Regions from separate parts of the Macaca mulatta genome. Here region 2 is linked to region 1. The links are chromatin contacts, called in public Hi-C maps. All regions are on one chromosome and are shown on one strand. The core of a region is the stretch at or near the end of the contact, and the rest is flanking DNA. Distances in the headings are between cores, read along the strand shown.

Region 1 (6,449 bases), core at 1,927-4,426:
ATCTGGTATTTTGGGAACAAAATGTCAGTAATGGAGAACTGATTACAGAGCATATGAAGTTAGGGAATTAGAAGGGAGAAATCTTTTCTCATTATTTGGTACTGAGAGGTCCAATACATTCCAGTGTGCACACACTTACTTGGTCATAAAGGTGACTTTAATAAAAGGGCATTTGTCATATGTTTTCTTACATTGTAAGAGAACTAACTCACTAGAACAGATCTATTTCAGAAGTCTAAGCACTTCTGTAATATATAAATATATATACAGTAATCATCTTATAAAGTCAATGGAAGTTACTGATACCATATTTCATCAAGTCTGAGACAAAATTTTTCTTTTCATTTCAACGCTTCTGAAATAAGGAGACATCCTACATCTAGGGGGATATCACAGTTTCATTGGCAGTTCTTCTTCCTTGGTGGAATGTAATGGTGTGTCTTAAAATTTGTTGGATTTGTTGAAATACATGTAACAAAAGAATGAGGCCAGTGGCTATGTTTTAGTACACCCTTTAAAAAATCCGTGTGTTTTAAGCAGAAATATATGACTGCTTTAATTTCCACTCTTCCCCATCATATTCGATGATGGAAGCATAAATGACTTAGAAATAGAATCAATAATACTGATACTCAACTTGACTGAATTATCAAACTAGCTACACCCTCAAGTCATTAGTTAGTACAAATCCAAAAATAAATATATTCTTGTTTATCCTAGTGAAAACATTGATCTTATAGATAATAGCCCTCTTAAAATAATTTTTTTTTTGTCAGATTGGTTACATTTAAGGATGTGTTTCTATGCACACCAGATAAAATGAAGTTTATAACACAGCAACACTGTTATGCAGAAAAGGTGCCTGTGTGTTTTTGGTTTGGGTTTTTCTTTTTTTAAGGATTTGTTTCTCATTTAAAAAAAAAAAAAGTATATAATACAAGTAGCTAATGGTCAAAAATTATTTGCTTTTACCCACAAAAACAGTTTTGCTTGTGGTTGATCCTTACAGAGCCAGTCAGATGGCTACATAGGGTGTTCTTTCCAGTAAAATTCTAAGTCTGACAACCTGGGCCTATTGCCAGCCTACATACTTTATAAGTTTGACAAGATAAATAGAAATTTACTACCCAGCACTAGTTTACTCTGAATCAAAAGCTGACTTAATTATTTTGGATTGATCTTACCTAACCACTTATGGTTGGCCTGAAGAATATTAGTTTCCTATTATAGTGTTAAGGAAAGCTGATTTTTACTACAATTCTAATTTTCAGACGTTGGAAAACAAGTAATTTCTGTGGCCAACATTTATTTTGAATACCTTGGCATCCTTTCTTTGCCACATTCTTCTTAGTATTCTTCATGGAGTTCCTTTCTTTTAAAATCAATGGAATGGCAGGGTTGCCACTATTGTCCTTGTATGGTTCACATCAATGATCTGTTGTTGTTATTATTATTATTATTTATTATTTGAGACAGAGTCACACTCTATCACCCACTGGAGTGCAGTGGCTCAATCTTAGCTCACTGCAACCTCCTGGGTTCAAGCAATTCTCCCACCTCAGCCTCTCAAGCAACTGGAATTACAGGCACAAGCATCCCGGCCCAGCTAATTTTTTTATTTTTTTATTTTTAGTAGAGACAGGGTTTCACCACGTTGACCAGGCTGGTCTCAAACTCCTGACTTCAAGTGATCCACCCACCTTAGCCTCCCAAAGTGCTGGAATTACAGGCGTGAGCCACCGCGCCTGGCCTGTTATTACTTTTTTACATCAGTGGTTATTCTGTGTTAGTCTCTTGAACAACATGCAGCTTTTACTAGGAGCATGTCTGGTATTTGAATTAGAAAGGAAGGTATTAGTATTCATTGAGGGCTTACAATAGAGCAGGTGCTTCATAGTCACAAATTCTTTGACCCCTCACAACAACCCTCTATGAAGTAGCTCCTCCATATAATAGATGAGGAAAACTGAGACTTCGCCACATCCCCATAGTTACAAACCAGTAAGAAGGATTAGCAGCCAGGTGTACTATGAATCCGGAGGCCCTACTCTCTTCTGCTACCACTTATCACCTCCTTCTACAGTTTCTCTTTGCCTTGGTTTTTCAGTTCCCTTCGATTCAAGTAACAAATAACAAGAGGAAATATATAAGAAGGAAAGGAGGGAGATGGCTTTGGGAGGAGGAGAGGGAAGAGAGTGAAGCAATCTTTAATTCTGAAAACAGGGAAAACAAATATTTAGAAAGTAAAACCGATTTCCATCCTTTACATACGATTATACATCCTATACAAAACTCTGGAAATTTGCCCATTGAGGTAATTATGGAGCACTACCTAATGTGTTTCACGGAAAGCTCCTCTGTTTGGGCTATGCAGGATTTACAGGGAGTTTAAATCATTAAATAACCATAGTTGACCCCTATTTGGTTAAGAGAGTAAGCAATTATTGCAAAGAGGTCTTCCCTGCCTTCCACAAACAGCACAAAAATGGTTCTGAAGGGATTTACACAATACATCAACATCTGTGCTGTACCTAGAGTTGTTAAAATAATTGTGATGACAGGTGTCTAGGTACCACTTTCTTAATGGTTTTCAATATCCATTGATTTATTGTTGTGGCTTTCTCTTCCCCTTTACAGCTTTGGCTTTAAGAAAGAGCTGGGGAACAGATTTTGCACGAGAGGCTGATTCTTTATTCCAATGCTGAAAAGAAGTAATAAAAATAATCACTTGGCTTTTAAGCAGAAAGCTTCCATTTACAGTATTTCACCCTTACCCCGCCCCCTTCCAAGCCCCTTGTTATCTAACATAATGGTTAGAATACATTTCCGTCTCTCCCTTTAATAATTTCATGCATTAACATCCTCTTCACACACTGTACACACACGCACGCCCGCACACACACGCGCGCGCATACACACACACAGCAAAAGGAAAAAAGAGGCAGCAGAAATCTCAGCTGTACTTCTAGCCCTTTTAAAAAGTTTGCTCTGTAAATTGGAATGAGGTCAGATTTGGAGCTTCTCATTGCACGCGGAGATTATTATTGCATCGGGTTCCAAGCCAATGGGAAGCCCGGGGGAGGGGTTTGGCATGAGGAAGCGTTGGTTACAGCAGCTGATTGGCTGCAGCCAAGACTGTGAAAGGATAAAGAGGCGCGAGGCGGAATTGGGGTCTGCTCTAAGCTGCAGCAGGAGAAACTGTGTGTGAGGGGAAGAGGCCTGTTTAGCTGTCGGGTCTCTAGTTCTTGCACGCTCTTTAAGAGTCTGCACTGGAGGAATTCTTGCCATTACCAGCTCCCTTCTTGCAGAAGGGAGGGAGAAACATACATTTATTCATGCCAGTCTGTTGCATGCAGGCTTTTTGGCTTCCTACCTTGCAACAAAATAATTGCACAAACTCCTTAGTGCCGATTCCGCCCACAGACAGTCCTGGAGCCAGAGTCTTTTTTGCTTTGCATTGTAGGAGAGGGACTAAGTGCTAGAGACTATGTCGCTTTCCTGAGCTACCGAGAGCGCTCGTGAACTGGAATCAACTGCTTCAGGGAAAAAGAAAAAAAAAAAAAAAAAAGACTTGCCTGGGAGGCCGCGAGAAACTTGTATTGGAAGCTTCAGCAACCAGCATTCGAGAAACTCCTCTCTACTTTAGCACGGTCTCCAGACTCAGCCGAGAGACAGCAAACTGCAGCGCGGTGAGAGAGCGAGAGAGAGGGAGAGACTCTCCAGACTGGGAACTATAACTCCTCTGCGAGAGGCGGAGAACTCCTTCCCCGCATCTTTTGGGGACTTTTCTCTCTTCGCCCACCTCCGCCCCTGCGAGGAGTTGAGGGGCCAGTTCGGCCGCCGCGCGCGTCTTCCCGTTCGGCGTGTGCTCGGCCCGGGAAGCCGGGAGGGCCCGGCGATCGCGCCGCGGCCGCCGCGAGGGTGTGAGCGCGCGTGGGCGCCCGCCAAGCCGGGGCCATGGTGCAGCAAACCAACAATGCCGAGAACACGGAAGCGTTACTGGCTGGCGAGAGCTCGGACTCCGGCGCCGGCCTCGAGCTGGGCATCGCCTCCTCCCCCACGCCCGGCTCCACCGCCTCCACGGGCGGTAAGGCCGACGACCCGAGCTGGTGCAAGACCCCGAGTGGGCACATCAAGCGGCCCATGAACGCCTTCATGGTGTGGTCGCAGATCGAGCGGCGCAAGATCATGGAGCAGTCGCCCGACATGCACAACGCCGAGATCTCCAAGCGGCTGGGCAAACGCTGGAAGCTGCTCAAAGACAGCGACAAGATCCCTTTCATTCGAGAGGCGGAGCGGCTGCGCCTCAAGCACATGGCTGACTACCCCGACTACAAGTACCGGCCCAGGAAGAAGGTGAAATCCGGCAACGCTAACTCCAGCTCCTCGGCCGCCGCCTCCTCCAAGCCAGGGGAGAAGGGAGACAAGGTCGGTGGCAGCGGCGGGGGCGGCCATGGGGGCGGCGGCGGCGGCGGGAGCAGCAACGCGGGGGGAGGAGGCGGCGGTGCGAGTGGCGGCGGCGCCAACTCCAAACCGGCGCAGAAAAAGAGCTGCGGCTCCAAAGTGGCGGGCGGCGCGGGCGGCGGGGTCAGCAAACCGCACGCCAAGCTCATCCTGGCAGGCGGCGGCGGCGGCGGGAAAGCAGCGGCTGCCGCCGCCGCCTCCTCCTTCGCCGCCGAACAGGCGGGGGCCGCCGCCCTGCTGCCCCTGGGCGCCGCCGCCGACCACCACTCGCTGTACAAGGCGCGGACTCCCAGCGCCTCGGCCTCCGCCTCCTCGGCGGCCTCTGCTTCCGCAGCGCTTGCAGCCCCGGGCAAGCACCTGGCGGAGAAGAAGGTGAAGCGCGTCTACCTGTTCGGCGGCCTGGGCACGTCGTCGTCGCCCGTGGGCGGCGTGGGCGCGGGAGCCGACCCCAGCGACCCCCTGGGCTTGTACGAGGAGGAGGGCGCGGGCTGCTCGCCCGACGCGCCGAGCCTGAGCGGCCGCAGCAGCGCCGCCTCGTCCCCCGCCGCCGGCCGCTCGCCCGCCGACCACCGCGGCTACGCCAGCCTGCGCGCCGCCTCGCCCGCCCCGTCCAGCGCGCCCTCGCACGCGTCCTCCTCGGCCTCGTCCCACTCCTCCTCTTCCTCCTCCTCGGGCTCCTCGTCTTCCGACGACGAGTTCGAAGACGACCTGCTCGACCTGAACCCCAGCTCAAACTTTGAGAGCATGTCCCTGGGCAGCTTCAGCTCGTCGTCGGCGCTCGACCGGGACCTGGATTTTAACTTCGAGCCCGGCTCCGGCTCGCACTTCGAGTTCCCGGACTACTGCACGCCCGAGGTGAGCGAGATGATCTCGGGAGACTGGCTCGAGTCCAGCATCTCCAACCTGGTTTTCACCTACTGAAGGGCGCGCAGGCAGTGGGGAGCGCCGGGGGTAGGAGAGGAGAAAAAATAAAAATAAAAAATGAAACGAAAAGGACAGACGAAGAGTTGAAAGAGAAAAGGGAAAAAAGAAAAAAAAATGAGCAGGGCTGGCTTCGACCGCATTCCCGTCGTCGGAAAGCGCGGCGGCGTTTTGGACCCGCGCTCCCATCCCCCACCTTCCCGGGCCGGGGACCCACTATGCCCAGCCGGAGGGACGCGGAGGAGGCAGAGGGTAGACAGGGGCGACCTGTTATTGTTGTTATTGATGTTGTTGTTGATGGCAAAAAAAAAAAAAGCGACTTCGAGTTTCCTCCCCTTTGCTTGAAGAGACCCCCCTCCCTTTCCAAAGAGCTTCCGGACTTGTCTGCACCCCCAGCAAGAAACCGAGTTAGTTTTCTAGAGACTGAAGGAATCTCCCCATTCCTGCATCACCACCTTGGTTTTGTTTTATTTTACTTCTTGGTCAAGAAAGGAGGGGATAACCCAGCGCTCCCCTCCCCTCCCCCCTTTTTAAACGCCTGATGAAGACAGAAGGTTCCGGGGTGACGAGTTTGGCCGATGGCAGATGTTTTGGGGGAGCGCCGGGACTGAGAGACTCCACGCAGGCGAATTCCCGTTTGGGGCTTTTTTTTTTCTCTCTCTTCCTTTTCCCCCTGCCCCGTCTGCAGCCAGAGGAGGAGATGTTGAGGGGAGGAGGCCAGCCAGAGTGACCGGCGCTAGGAAATGACCCGAGAACCCCGTTGGAAGCGCAGCAGCGGGAGCTAGGGGCGGGGGCGGAGAAGGACACGAACTGGAAGGGGGTTCACGGTCAAACTGAAATGGATTTGCGCGTTGGGGAGCAGGCGGCGGCGGCTGCTGGTCCTGCGCCTGCCTTCTACGTGAAATCAGTGAGGTGAGACTTCCCAGACCCCGGAGGCGTGGAGGAGAGGAGACTGTTTGATGTGGTACAGGGGCAGTCAGTGGAAAGCGAGTGGTTTCGGGAAAAAAAAAAAAAAGAAAAAAAGAAAAAAAAAAGGTTTTTTTCTTCTCTTAATCGGAATCGTG
Region 2 (6,449 bases), core at 1,390-3,889, 400 kb before region 1:
TTTTCTACTTGAAATTAAAATTCCCTCATGACTACTTGAATAAAGATGTCCAGTAGTAGTGTTGAAGTTATGAATGTGTTTCAGCTCACAGAGCTGTCTTCTTATAATAAATGGAAGATGTCTGTGAAGTTGGAATTTAGTTAAATATAGACCATCCTGGAGATAGTAGAAGTGCTATGGGTTATGTTACCAATAATAATCTAACTTGTCCTGCACCTGCAGTTGGACCTCCTCCATATTATCACTTCTGCCAGTGACTCCCAAAAGCCAGGTTATTAATCTGAAGACAACTCAAGACTAAAACTACATCATTACTGTTATAAACCAGAAATAAAATTCTAAGCCCTCCACCCAACTGAATGGACCCATCCTCTTGGCCAGGGGCATTCAAAGTTAACCTGAAAAACTGTGATGCTTTAGGCCATGAGAGGAAGCAGGGATGGGGGGTTGGGGGAGGGGTAGGTTGGACATGCCTCATTATGCTCTCCTCTGTTTGGAATTCAGGTACAGCTGATCAGCAGTAACATTAAAACAGAGAACTTAAGACTGACAAAACAGACTTTTTGTAACAATAAGATACCAGATTCCAACCTGATTCTGGCACAGCATCACATGACAGATAACAGGCCCTAAAAGAAATAAAAATATTTTACCCCCAAATACATTTCTTTGACTTTTTTTTATTTTTTTGAGACAGAGTCTTGCTCCGTCTCCCAGGCTGGAGTGCAATGACACAACCTCAGCTTACTGCAATGTCACCTCCCAGGTTCAAGCGATTCTCCCGCCTCAGCCTCCTGAGTAGCTGAGATTATAGATGCCCACCACCATGCCCAGCTAATTTTTGTATTTTTAGTAAAGATGGAGTTTCACCATGTTGGCCAGGCTGGTCTCTAATTCCTGGCTTCAAGTGATCCACCCGCCTTGGCCTGCCCGAAGTGCTGGGATTACAGGCGTGAGCCACCATGCAGAAACCAGCTGTTAAATGCTGAGTAGTTCACCACATAGAGAAAGGCCTTTTAGAATTCAAGTGATCGTCTAAGGTTTATTTTAGCTGTATACTATCATGTGCAAAGTATTATAGCATTAAAATATCTCACCTTAGGCCTCTAGCCAATGCTTTTATTTAATTAATTTATTTATTTGAGACAGGGTCTCACTCTGTTCCCAGGCTGGAGTGCAGTGGCACGCTCATAGCTCACTGGTGCCTTGACCTTCTGGGCTCAAGTGATCCTCCCACCTCAGCCTCTGGAGTAGCTAGGACCACAGGTGTACACTACCATGTGCAGCTAATTTTTTTTTCTTTTTTTTTTTTTCTGTAGAGATGGGGTTTCACTATGTTGCCCAGGCTGGTCTCAAACTCCTGGGCTCAAGTGATCCACCCACCTCAACCTCCCAAAGTGCTAGGATTACAGAGTGAGCCACAGTGATTTTAATGACTTGAATATTCTCAAGGTCTCTTAGTTCCTACAGTGCAGTAATTTTGTAGCAGTTTGAAAATCCAGACTTACTAAATAGGTTTTCCCAGCTACTCCTTGAGTTGGCTCTGTTTCTGCTATTTAGTCTCAGGAACCATTGCAGTGGCTTCTATCTACATCTGTGATAAACAGCTTTTCCTAGAACAACTTGCAGACATGGCAATGTTCAGGTTTAAGTAGAGGATGTACTATTGTGTTTGGCAGGAGAGGCCATTAAAAAAAAAAAAAAAAAAGCAGCCCTCATACTAAATTTCTTTTGAAAGGTGTTACTGATCAAAAAATATAGCTCAGAATTGAAAATTGTTTGGACTAAATAACTGTGTCCTTTCTCTCACCTTCTCACTCAATCCTTCCCCCAAAGTAGACTGATACGAAAGAGTACATAGGATTGCTTAAAGCTTTTATCTTTCTTGGTAATTACCCTGGAAGAATTTTTAAATTACTGATTTAAGTGAAGTCTTTTATTCTTGGTTTAAATGTATACAAAAACTACTCACATGCTCACCTGCAATCTTGATTTTCTTTGAATTTCCTCTGTTTTCTTGCTTGTCTACATCAAGGGGAAAGAGGGAGAGAGGATAGGTCTGAACCAAAGTACTCTCACTTAAATGGCATGATGTGTATATGTATCTATGTGTATGTGCATGCCTGTGTGTGCACACAGCAAATTACTGGTTGCAATAAAATTTGTTAGAATTTCCATTTAGCTTCATTTAGAATAGGTGAAGAGAAATAAATACTAGATCAATTTTCTTTCAAGAAAGATGTTTTAGAAGAAGTGGTATTCACTTTTTAGGTCATCATTGACATTTCTCAATGTTATATCCCTATAAACTGCATATCAGGACTTGTACATGCTTGAAGAAGCTACATTTTCACCGCAGGAGAGGAAATCAGAATAAAGCATTGAGGTGCAGGTGCGCAGTAATACAAGTGGGCTCTTTCCCGTGAAGCCTGAATGCCTGGCCAATAATGCAGAAGCTCTTGGAGCGGGGCTCTCAGGGTCTCCCGGAGCTAAGCCAAGAAGTATGGGGGTGGGGCGGGGGGGGGTCAGGAGAGAATAATTGTTATTCAGTCTTCTTTAATGAGATGTATTGCCCACTGCTGAAAGATTGTGGCAGTGCCTTTTGTTATGCTAATTAGACACCATTAGAGCTTGGCTCTCTTTGATTTCTGCTTAATCTTTTCTGCTTCCTCAGCCTCAATCCTGACTGGCAAATGGTTGAAAGATGGTGGGGTGTACTGCACGTGTTATTTATTGCTCACATCTATGCTGAGTTCTTTGGGGAATGGGGGGTAATGTAAGATTCATCTTACCAAAGGCAGTACGTGTTTTGGACATTCATTTTTGGCTTTTTTTTTTTTAATGAATTTTTTGATAATGATTACTTTCTGCCTTTTAAGTCCAAATGCCACCGTTTTTTATATGGTTGCTTTTGCAGCCACACTGAATGGAAAATGACAGATTGGAAAATGTAGATGGCCTCTCCTTGGTTGCCTGGATTTCCCTAAAAACAGTGAGCAAGTTGATCATGCCATAGGTTTTAGGGAGGCTGTGGTCAACCAGAAAAATGGAAGCAAGAATAATTTAATGGTCAAAAAGAGCAATTTTGCTATTCAGAATTTCTGCCTTTACAGTTTATAGACGTGTATACATTCCTTCCTAAAACTAAAACATTACGTTTGCACGATCACCACAATTAAGAGTGTGGTGAGTTTCTTTTTTAATTTTTTTGAAAAATGACTAATATCGTTTCTAAAACAGTGAAATGGTAGATTTCTGCTAAATTTTTAAAAACAACATCATCGTATTTTAGAGCAGCCCTCTCCAATAAAAATATGGTATCAACCACAGATGTTACTTTAAATTTTTTGATAGCCACATTAACAAAGTAAGAAGAAACAGGTGAAATGTGTTTGAATAATGTATTTTATTTACTCCAGTATATCAGAAGTATTATCATTTCAGCATGTATTCAGTATAGAAATTAATGAGATGTCTTACATTCTTTTATTCATGTTAAATTTTTGAAATCCAGTGTGTACTTTGCACTGGTGTGTGTTTTGTAACACATCTCAATTTAGATTTGCCACATTTTAAGTGCCCAGTGGCCACATATGACTGGGGCTACTGTATACACAGTGCAGTTTTAAAGTCATTGAGTAATTCACCCCTTGCCTAAAACAACTGTCAGGATAGAATCCATTTTTAACATTATAGATTAAATATTATGAGGTACGTGAGCTTGACCAAGTCACTTAATCTCTAAGGGGCCTGTATTCTCATCTGTAATGTGAAGAGTTTGTCCTAAATGATCTCTGAAGTCCTCTCTTCTATCCAATCCAGCTCTGAATTCATGATTTTAAAACTTCTCATTTAGAAGTTGGGTAGGCTGGAGTTTATCCATCCTTTCTCATAATTTAGTATTTGAAAAGAAGCTTTCTTATGCCATAAAGATAATTAGAAAGTGTCCTGCATACCACGCCCACACCTTTTTTTCTTGCAAATGTCTGAATCTTTCTCTGAATTATTCTGAGTTTTATACCATTGGTAATGCCTGGTAGTGTAGCTCACTGAGGTGCCTGACGCCCTGTGCTTTTGGAATGAGGACTTGGAGCAATGAAGATGTGAGGGGAGTTGGCAAGTGGTTGCTGCAGATTACTAGATTACATAAACAATCTCTCTCTCCAATGCTTTTGCTTTTGCTTTTCTTTTCTTTTTTTTTTTATTTGGCTTACTTTTTGTATTGTCAGTGAAACAAAGCTTCTACAAGCACCTTCCAAGAAAGTGACCTATTAAATGTTATCACTGGTTACTTGTCTGCCTTTTGGAGATGGGGAATGTATGAAAAAAATGTTTTCCCAGAAGCACAGCGCAGTATTCATACATATTTTTGCCCATTTGTGAAAAAATGGACATTTCCTTATTTTAGTGTTTCTTTGTTGAAAATGAAGCGAAACTTTTTTCACATATGTACTGTATGTAGGTAATTTAGATTTTTGGTTTTGAATTGCTTTTTTAGCAGTTTATTTTTCTGTTGGGAGCATTTATTGTTTTCTTACTGTTTTGTAAAGGCTCTTTATATATACTATGTAACATATAACATGTCATTTATATATATCATACTTGCAATTTTTTCTATTTGCTTTTTGACTTTATGACAATCTTAATATACTTTTTTTTAATCAGTGGTTAAAAACTTCTCATTTATGGCAACATGGCATTATGTTAAAAATGTTTCATCAACACGTTACGTGTCTAATAATTTATATTTCCTCCAAGTATTTTGTGGCTTCTTCTTTTTCATCTTTTCAACTGACAAATAAAATCATATCTCTTTAAGGTGTACAACCTACTTTTATGAGTAGGTCCCTTTTTGAGAATCTGCTCTCAAAGAAGACTGGCTTAGACTTGCCAAGTAATGGCTGAGAGAGACCAATGGGAATAGATCAGGAGGGTGGAAGTGAATGGAAATTCTGTTCAATTTTTAGGTTTGGGCTTTTCATAAAAAAGTTCTACACTTATATCCAGTGTTGGTTCCACTGGCCCTTTCCATGAATCAGATCTCATGGATAGATCTTACTGGCAGTATCTAGCCATAGGACTTCAGTTTTCAATGCTGAGCACTTTCCCAGGCTGCCTGGGCATGACAGAGCTTGCCCAGTGTGGGGAAAAACAGACCTGATGTACTTTGCGCCGGCTCCGTGATAGGAGGGTCAACATGTTTGGGTTTGTTGAGAGGGTAGATTTCATGTTATATGTTCTTACCACAATTTTTTTTTAATTCCGCAAAAAGCATTATAGGCAATACCTTTGAATGCTCTAGAATACTCAGAATGTACAGGCAGGTGGTTAAAATGCAGCTGCTTTTTGAACTGGCAGTTTAGTTAGCACTAGATATGGATCCCTGATGCCAGGCAGGAAGGCATCAGCGTGGCATTTCCTGTGTAACTATTTACTCTTACTATTGGCTCTCGATCAGCAGATGAAAATAGCTTTGTTACTAAGAATGGGATTTTGCCCCCAGCAGGGAAGAGACTACCTTGGATTGTCTTCCTCTTACTAGGGTAGACACGGCTAGAAGAAAACCAACCAGCGTGAAGAAAAGCACAAGGGGATTCTTGTTAGAAGAAACTTCATGGTCTGATTGGATTCAGTAGAACTGCCTCGGGTCTGGTCTTTGTATCTTGTATCACTGCACAAAGAAGGGAAGAAGAACTTTTGAAAAGCCAAATTGTTTTGCAATTTTTCTTTCTACTTAGGTTATTTCTGAAATGCACAGAAGGAAGAAATAAGGTTACTAAGATACTCATGGCAATTAATAGATAAGCATATATACTTAAAAATGTGGCTATTCCACTTCAAAGGAACATTCTTCCCCTTTTGAGTACATTTATATCTATTAATAAGTGTATCTAAAGAATTTTTTTTTCCACAGAGGACAGTGTTTTCAAATAATCTAACGAATGCCTTTTTTTGTCATTGTTTAAGAATCAGTTACCAGTTCTAGCGCTTTGAGAATAAACTGTCCAACATCTTCTCTTAAGAACGCTTAAGTAGACCAATAAACTGATGGCTAGCATTTTGAATACGATGGACTTAAAGGCTCATTACTTGTTTTCTATGCTGTCATCATTTTTGACACACATTCCTGTGTCGTGGCCCTATTTCATTATAGAATGGCATTGTGGGGTAAGGATGATATTAAATTTTAATGTTATTGCTATTATTACTGTTGACCATTTTTAGCATAAGTATGCCTGGTTCTTTAATTCCAGCTTCTGCAGGGCCAGAAAATAGAAGTGTGCATAAACAGTCAGGAAAATTACTGTATACCCAGGAGACCCAGCATCGCATGCTCTGCCTGTTGTGAATGATGAATCAAAATGGAAAGGTTATCATTTTCATTAGCTAGGAAAGAACAAGACCATACTTTTCTCCAAGTGTAATTACAGCGGTTCACTGGCAACATT

What was found. Hi-C and Micro-C count contacts between places; a contact is called where the count stands out from the background.
Region 2: a contact with region 1 is called in a Hi-C map of fetal cortex germinal zone, with 5 times the contacts expected there. The contact joins the enhancer-like site here to the promoter of SOX4 in region 1. A contact is called at or near these places in 2 of 14 Hi-C or Micro-C datasets (fetal cortex germinal zone and fetal cortical plate).

Annotation. Positions count from the first base shown.
Region 1 is chr4:161,526,506-161,532,954 of T2T-MMU8v2.0, reverse strand. It overlaps SOX4 (SRY-box transcription factor 4), which reads left to right and starts at 3,176. Exons shown (of 1, transcript XM_001098923.5): 1 at 3,176-6,449. The coding sequence starts at 3,958. The coding sequence ends at 5,385.
Region 2 is chr4:161,930,806-161,937,254 of T2T-MMU8v2.0, reverse strand. The region is part of intron 13 of CDKAL1 (CDK5 regulatory subunit associated protein 1 like 1); the gene reads left to right. Among named protein-coding and RNA genes, the nearest start is that of SOX4, 400 kb to the right of the region's middle. Within about 2 kb of position 2,639, at least 3 of the 40 cell types and tissues checked have an H3K27ac peak or open chromatin away from gene starts, as enhancers often do. A contact at or near this core is called in fetal cortex germinal zone, where this site is marked.